Regions from separate parts of the Sus scrofa genome. Here region 1 is linked to region 2. A link is a contact called in public Hi-C data. All regions are on one chromosome and are shown on one strand. The core of a region is the stretch at or near the end of the contact, and the rest is flanking DNA. Distances in the headings are between cores, read along the strand shown. Region 1 holds the start of BTBD1 (BTB/POZ domain-containing protein 1). Region 2 holds the start of HDGFL3 (hepatoma-derived growth factor-related protein 3).

Region 1 (3,741 bases), core at 76-2,575, 150 kb before region 2:
ATTTTAATAACACATTCTGCTCAGGCTGCTAAAACCACCCTGATAGAATGAAACACACCTGGTCTCCGGTATAAGTTGGCTCTGTTACCTTGTCAAGTTAGCTGACTTCTCTGGGCCTCAGTTCCATTTGTGAAATTGTAGAAAACAATACCTATACCTTCCTAAATGGACGTTTATGAATAAAAGCTAATAATGCCAAACTATTAGTTCTCCTCCATTAAATAAAATCAATCAGAGGTCAAACTTCTATCCTCAAATAATCAAAAAGGAAACTTCTAACACCGATGGGGAGATTCCTTTTTAAGCAAATGTGACCTTGCCTGCGAAACGCAATGTAGGTAAAGCCAAAGTCACTTGTTTTGATATTCGCTGTCCCGGATCTTGACAACTAACACTAATGAAAAAGGCGTCAGAGGTGGGTTTTTTGTTTTGTTTTGTTTTGTTTTTCCCTTCAAGACTTTCCAACTATCCCTCTCCCCCAGCAAAACCCTAAAACGCTGCCAATGAGCAATCAGGAAAACCTGACCCATCCTCTATCTTTACAACTTCTCTAATTCCCAAGCCTGGGCGACAATCCACTACCGCTACCGGAACGTGAAAGCGCCTTCCCACCGCAAAACGCACGCTAATTGCCCGCAGACACTGTCATTTACTCTAACAAGCCCGCAGCTGTCCCAGATGACAGATTTCAATCTTGACCTTCCCTAGCATCACCTGCTCGGGAGGAAACTGAGGCCCTGTGGCGGGGGTTGGGGGGAGCCCTGCCCAAGGTCACCGCGGAGCCCAGCAGGAGGCCAGCCCGTCGCCCAGTGCTCACCTCAGCAGCGCCAGGAAGGCGGCGGGCTCCACGTCGGGCAACTCGATCTCGGCCGAAGTGGTGGCCATGCCGCCGTTGAACATGGCGTCGAACACAGCGCTGCCGGCGGCCAGTACGAAGCGGTGGGCGGGGATGCGCTGCGGACCCCCGGCTGCGGCGGCGGCACCGCCGCGGCCCTTGCCCAGCACGAAGCGCACATCGCTCAGCAACTCCGAGTTGAAGAGGAAGGCGAAGCGCTCCTTCAGCGACGCCTTGGTCGCCTGCCAGTTGTACAGCGGCTCCCGCTGCAAGGGTAGCAGGGGCCCCAGAGAGGATGGCGGCGGCGGCGGCGGCGGCCCCAAGCCGCCCGGCTCCGCCTCAGCCCCAGGGACCTGCTCGCCCGTAGCGGGCAGCCCAAGCGAGGCCATCCTCCAGCGGCGCGGCTCCACGGGCTACGGAGAGCGCTGCCGCCGCCCAGCCGCCATCGCCGAGGCCGCCCCCGCGAGGCCGGCGCCGCCTGGCCACCTTCCGGGAAAGGCGCTTCCGGAGGCCGCGCGCCTCCGCCGACCCCGCCCGAGCTGCTCAGCGCGCGTCCCCGCTCGGCCGGGAGGCGGAGGCGCGCGCGACCGCCCCCGCTGGGCCTGGAGGGGACGGTTCTCTAGGCGGCGTCCGCGCAGCCCTGGGCGTCCTAAGCGCGGCTGAACCTCGCACGCCTGGACGTGGGACTTCTGCGGGCTGCAATGAGGAAGTCTGTGCAGGCGCCTCCTCGAACCTGCAGGCCTTCTGCCTTTCCTCAGGCCCCTCTTCACCAGCTTCAGCGCCTCTTCAAGGCTCTCCTTCAAGGTTTTCTGCCTGGAAGTGGAGGGGCCGGAGGACAAGGAAGCATGTGGGAGGGGACGACGTGATTCTACCTGCGCCCACCCCACCCCGCCCCAGTAATGTCCAGGTCACCACTCCAGAGGGCCGTTGCTCCCGGGAGCGATACAGGAGCACAGCTCGCACAGCTCGAAACCCCTCTACATCTAACAGATAGTGTTATGTAAGGAAGAGCCTTCCCTTTTCCTCCTTCTTCCTCTTCTGGCTCAGTTTTTAGTATCGCTGTGAACTCATGGATTTTTTTTTTTTTTTTTTTTTTGGGTTTTAACCCATTACCAAAAACTGACCTTATTTTGAATCTTAAAAATAACTAGTTCCCGTCGTGGCTCAGTGGTTAACGAATCCAACTAGGAACCATGAGGTTGTGGGTTTGATCCCTGGCCTCGCTAAGTGGGTTCAGGATCTGACCTTGCTATGAGCCGTGGTGTAGGTCGCAGACGCGGCTCGGATCCCCTGTTGCTGTGGCTCTGGCATAGGCCTGCTGCAGCTCCAATTGGACCCCTAGCTGGGAACCTCCATGAACTGTGGGAGCTGCCCTAGAAAAGGCAAAAAGACAAAAATAAAAATAAAATAAAAAATAAATCTTAAAAAAACCCACCACCACCAACAAAAACCCTCAAATGCACCAAAGCAAAAATAGTACATGTCATATAGGCTGCGTTACCTGATATGGGGCAATAAAAATCGTAATTTGATAGCCAAAAAATATGAAGACATTGCATTATCAAAACCTGTAGAGGAGTTCCCGCTGTGGTACAATGGGATTGGTGCCGGTGGTGTCTTGGGAGCGCTGGGATGAAAATTCTATCCCAGGAGTTGGATCCAGCGCTGCCACAGCTGTGGCTTAGGCAGCAACTGTGGCTCAGATCTGATCCTTGGCCAGGAAAACCCATATGCCCTGGGTGGCCATAAAATAAAAAACAAAAAAATTGAATGCAGTCAACATTGAGCTCAAGGGTAAAGCATAGCCAAAAAACACTACTTTATCTAAACTGAAGACAATAAAAATAAGTGAAGAGGATTCTGGGAAAATGGCAGAGTAGGATGCACCCGGAATCTGTCTCCCCACCTAGACAACAATCCCACTAGCAGAATCTGCTAGATGTACAAATTTTGGGACTCTGGAATCTGTTGAAGACTTGGACAGTAAATTGCTGTTGATTTTGGTCAATTTCAGCTCTTTGCATAGTACCAGCTACCCATTCTCCACAAGCTACATGGCAGTACACATGTTCCTAGAGCAGTTTGCACACACCCTGTAGGAGCCGAAAGCTTGCACACACCGTATACAGTCCACAAAAAGACACTATCCTCCAATTACTGGAGATCTAAGCTCTGATTTCTTCTTCTGAACACAAAGGTGCAGACAAAGAGAGGGCGGCTATTGTTGTACTTCTCTCAGTTGCAAGACGTTTTAGCTGAAGTGACTTGCAGGGGATTTTAAAGAACCCCCTCTTCATGTTTCACTTTTTCACTTTGAGGACCTAGCTATTAAAGGCCACTACATTTAAAAGCAAACACATACAGGGGGAAAATTAGAAAGTGACTATCCATGCTCAGGGAAATGCTGAGAAAAGGTCTGAGGAGATCTTAAGTTGACACCTTAGGCTGATGCTTGGCGAAGAGACAGCTTACAACAATCAGAAAAACAAAAGTAACAAAAAACAGCAAGCCCTGGGAGAGAAGAAGAATCTGATTTTCACAGTTGCCACATTACTAGATTTGAATGTCTAGTGTTCAACAACAACCAAAAAATTGCAAGGCATACAAAGAAATAAGAAAGTTTGACCCATTCAAAGGAAAAAAAATAAAATCAGCAGAAACTGTTTCTAAAAAAGACCTAATGACAGATATACTAGAGAGACTTTAAAACTACTATCTTAAAGATACTCAAAGAACTTAAGAAAGATGTGGAGGATAATGTGAGAAAAAGAATGTGTATATATACACACATATATATAACTGGGTCACTTTCCTGTACAGCAGAAATTGACAGAACATTGTAAATCAACTATAATAAAAAAAAATAGGGAGTTCCCTTTGTGGTGCAGCATTTGACAAATCTGACT
Region 2 (3,867 bases), core at 41-2,540:
CCCTGCAACATAGGAAGAGAGAGCTATTATGGGCTGTATGTGAGGCCAAGGAAAAGGTCTAGAATACGACCTAAAACAAATATGGAGGTGAAAAGGCACGAGGAGCTCACTGGACCCACCAGCCAGGGCCAGGCGGCAAGCTCCTAGCTATCTGGTGTTCGCTTAAACGAACCATGGGCACCAGGGATGTACGTACCCCAGGACAACGATAGGGCAGGCGGGGCACCAGGAATCGCGCTCAGGGAGAACTCAACAAGTCTGGATGGCGAAGGATGCACCGGGAGATGGATGAATGACGGCCAAGAAGGCTCCTGCTGGCTCTGAATGACCACTACCCCTTTCCAGGATTTACCGCCGCGGACAGCCGCCGGCTCGCGGACAGCCATTTGCACCACGCTCCGGTACGTGCCCCGACGTTCGCCGAGACCCGCGGCGGCTACCAACGACCCTGCCCCGGGCGAAGCCTCTACCCCAGGCCCGCTGCCCGGCGGCGGGGGCTCCCGGTCCCCACCCGCTTTCCGGGAGGAAGGCAGCGGCTGGCCTGCCGGGGCGGGAGCCGCCTTCGAAAGTGGGCGGAAGGATGGCCGCCCTCGCGGGGTGCGGGCGCGGCCCGCTGCTCTCTGCGCAGCGCCGCCTGCGCCCTCAGCCCCGGCCGCGGTCGGCCGCTCGCGGCGGGCTCCCGGCTGAGGCGATGGGGAAAGGGGGCGGGCGCGCCATCATGAAGGGGAAAATGGTGGGCGGGCGGGCCCGCGCGCGGCCGCGTACTCACCCGGGCCGGCCAGTGCGGGTAGCCCTTCATTTTGGCGAAGACCAGGTCGCCCGCCTTGTACTCGCGCGGCCGCGGACGCGCCATCCCGGCCGCTCCCCTTCCTGGTCGTCCTTGGGCGCAGCGAAGATGCCGGGAGGCCGCCCCCCCGCGGGCCGACGGACTGCGCCGCTCTCCCCGCGGGCCTCGAGCCGGGCGGGCGGGCGGACGAGCGGCCGCTCCGACGAGGGGAAACGGCGAGACGGCGGCTGAAGCGAGGGGTGGGCGGGGGGCGCAGCAGGCCCGGCAAATCACCGCCCGGCAGCGGGGGAGGGGAGCCCCCGGCCGCTCGGCTCCGGCCCGCGCTGAGGTCCCCGCCGCCGCCGCCGCCGCCGCCGCCGCCGCGCGCTGCTCACAGGCGCCGCGTCGCCTGCCTCATCCCGCCACCGCCGCCGGCCTGCCTCCTGGGCTCCCGGGCGCGGCGCGAGCGCCGGGCCTCGCGCTTCCTCCGAATTCCTCCTCGGGCAGCGACCGCAAACACGATCTTATTATTGTTCTCGCGCGCGCTCAGCACCCCCCCCACACACCCCGCTTCCCGCTCCCCACCCCTCCCCTCCAGCGCCGGCCGGTTAATTCCTAGGTACACGGCCAGCTTTCGCGCAGAAACCAAGCGCGCCAGCCGGGCTGCTCGGCGGGCGGGCGGGCGGTGGGTGCGTCCTCCCCCAGCACCGAAGCCCGCGCAGGGCGGGCGGGAGCCCCTACTTCGGAGGCCCCCCGCTCTCTTTTGTTCTTGGCCCGTAGCTGCCAGCCACAGCCCAGCCAATCACCACCTGGCCGGCCCCCTCCCCATCGGTCCGTGCCACACGGGGGGCGCTGCCACCGGCGCCCCCCAAGTCCCGCGGCCACCTGCCGACGACTGGGCTCCCGCCCGGTTCCCCACCGCGGGCCACTTCTGCGGGTGCTCTCGGGTGAGTGGGGCCACAAAGGCGCTCCAGGCCGGGTCTGCTCCCTCAGGGACCCTTTGCCCAAAGCATCAGGCTGCTGGAAAGAGCACAGCTCTGGAGTCAGCGATCTTGCTGGGGTCTCGCCCTAGGCCTGCCCTTGACAATGCAGTGTGGAAGCCTCCCCCCGCGCCCTCCCCCCCCGCCCCCCAGCAAGCTATTTAACGAGAGTTCCCTGAGGTTTTCTAATTTGACGAGCGGCACTGCTGGGGTTCGAACACAGATGTCCATGACTCCATAGCCCATAAGCGGTTATGCTTTAACACACGTAGGTCTTACAGGCCTGTAGTTTTGTGAAAAGGGACTTACTCTGGCAGGTCATTTGTTTCCACTCCTGGCAAGTTTGTGTGTGTTTGTGTGTGTGAATCTGCCCAATGAATGAAGGCTAGCTCTTTCATCACCCCGAAGTTCACCTTTCAGAGGTCAGCTGATGATAGCTCCTCAGAGTAAAGGACTATGTGGCCCTCACCTAGTCTCCTTGTTTGTGTATGTTCCCTCTTCTAAGCTTTCCTGTTGTCTCTCCCTTTATAGGAGCTGTGCTTTCTCCCAGCATTTGCCTCCTTCACTTGCTCTGTAGAATTGTGTGTATATTTTAACTCTTGCTCTTGTTCCTTTATGTTCGGCTTTCGATAATGGGGCTGTAAATTCTCTAGACTTCCTGTGGTCTGTTTACTTTAATAGTGCTTGACATTATCTGCTAATGCATTTCCTTACTACCTTCATCTAGTGATTTTCAGTTTTAGGTAGTTACCCTTCTTCACCAGTCCTGCAGGTTCACCTTTTCCTCTCTTCTCACTGTAGAAGACTAGTCTAGGTCCTTTTGCCTCTGTTGTAATACCCTGTGTCTTAGTCACTTCAGGCTGCTATAACAAGATACTGTAGACTGGGTGAATTAGACACAACAGAAATTTATTTCGCACAATTTTGGGAGTTCCAGAATCAAGGTGTGGGCAATTCAGTTGTCTGGTGAGGGTCTGCTGGTTCACAGAAAACAGTGTGGCTTACATGAGGTGAGGGGAAAAGAGGAGGGAGGAAGGTGAGGGAACCCTCTGTGATCTCTTTTATAAGGGCACTAATCCCATTCCTCAGGGCTCCATCCTCATGACCGAATCATCTCCTGAACCTCCAACTTCCACATACATTGGGCATCAGGGTTGAATGTGAATTTTAGGAGCACACAAATATTGGGTCTGTAGCAGCCTGCTAATGCATCTCCCACTTCTAGGACTGCTGTGTGGACCTGTTATCATGTCATCATGCCAACATAAATCTTATATCAAACCCAAATCCCTCTGACCAGCTGCCAAAGCCCTAGCTGTTGGCTGTTCTCCCCAAATGGCCCTGCCTCCCTATGGGCACAGAGTGGAAACAGAGGAGAGGAGACCTTAGAGGGGGGAAAGGTGGTCAATTGGAAGCCATGAGAGGACTTTAAACGTGGGGGGGACATGATCATAGTTTGGATTTAAACAGATTGCTCTTGTGGCCTGTGTGGAAGTGGATTTGAGGGTGAGAGTCTGGAGTAAGGAGCTCATTTGGGGAGGGCTTCTCATCAGGACAGAGGAGACAAGGTCTGAGACGGGGTTTGCAGACTCATTTGGTGCCAAGTAACTAGGAAGAAAGAGGAATCAAAACCTCTTCCCTGGTTTCTGGCTTCAGCAACATGATAATTAGTTTTGACATTCACTGAGAGGAGGAAATCCACGAAGAATGGACAATTTGGGGGTGAGATCATGAGTGGTTTTGTGTGTTGAGATTTCATAGGGCATCCAGTGAGAGATGCTTTGCTGGAGAGTAGAGTATACAGCTTAGGGAAAGTGGTCAAGGTGGAACACAGGTATGTAGATAAGTGGTGCTTGAAACCATGGGGAAGGTTACTAGAAAACTTTGTAGAATGAGAAAAGCAGTGGGGAGGATGGAGCTGGGTAACACCAATATTCAAGGATCAGGCAGGAAAAGAAGAGAAGTGTGGTCCTGCAGGAGCCAAAGAATTAAAGAATTTCCAGGAGGGAAATGTCCACATACATGCCACAGGGAGGTCAAATAAAGTAAGGAAAGAGATGGCTCCATTTAAGTTGGTGATTGAGAAGTATTTGGTGACTTTGTTGGGAACTGTTTCACTGA

What was found. Hi-C and Micro-C count contacts between places; a contact is called where the count stands out from the background.
Region 1: a contact with region 2 is called in a Hi-C map of embryonic fibroblasts, with 2.3 times the contacts expected there. The contact joins the promoter of BTBD1 here to the promoter of HDGFL3 in region 2. A contact is called at or near these places in 1 of 5 promoter capture datasets (liver), 7 of 47 Hi-C or Micro-C datasets (alveolar macrophages, embryonic fibroblasts, heart right ventricle and 3 more) and 2 of 2 datasets of contacts at active chromatin or transcription factors (alveolar macrophages and skeletal muscle).

What each region holds. Positions count from the first base shown.
Region 1 is chr7:51,875,030-51,878,770 of Sscrofa11.1, reverse strand. BTBD1 (BTB/POZ domain-containing protein 1) reads right to left here and starts at 1,325. Exons shown (of 8, transcript XM_001929165.5): 1 at 818-1,325. The coding sequence starts at 1,224.
Region 2 is chr7:51,728,321-51,732,187 of Sscrofa11.1, reverse strand. HDGFL3 (hepatoma-derived growth factor-related protein 3) reads right to left here and starts at 1,290. Exons shown (of 6, transcript XM_021098881.1): 1 at 770-1,290. The coding sequence starts at 853. LOC106504434 (a long non-coding RNA gene) reads left to right here and starts at 287. Exons shown (of 4, transcript XR_002345777.1): 1 at 287-401.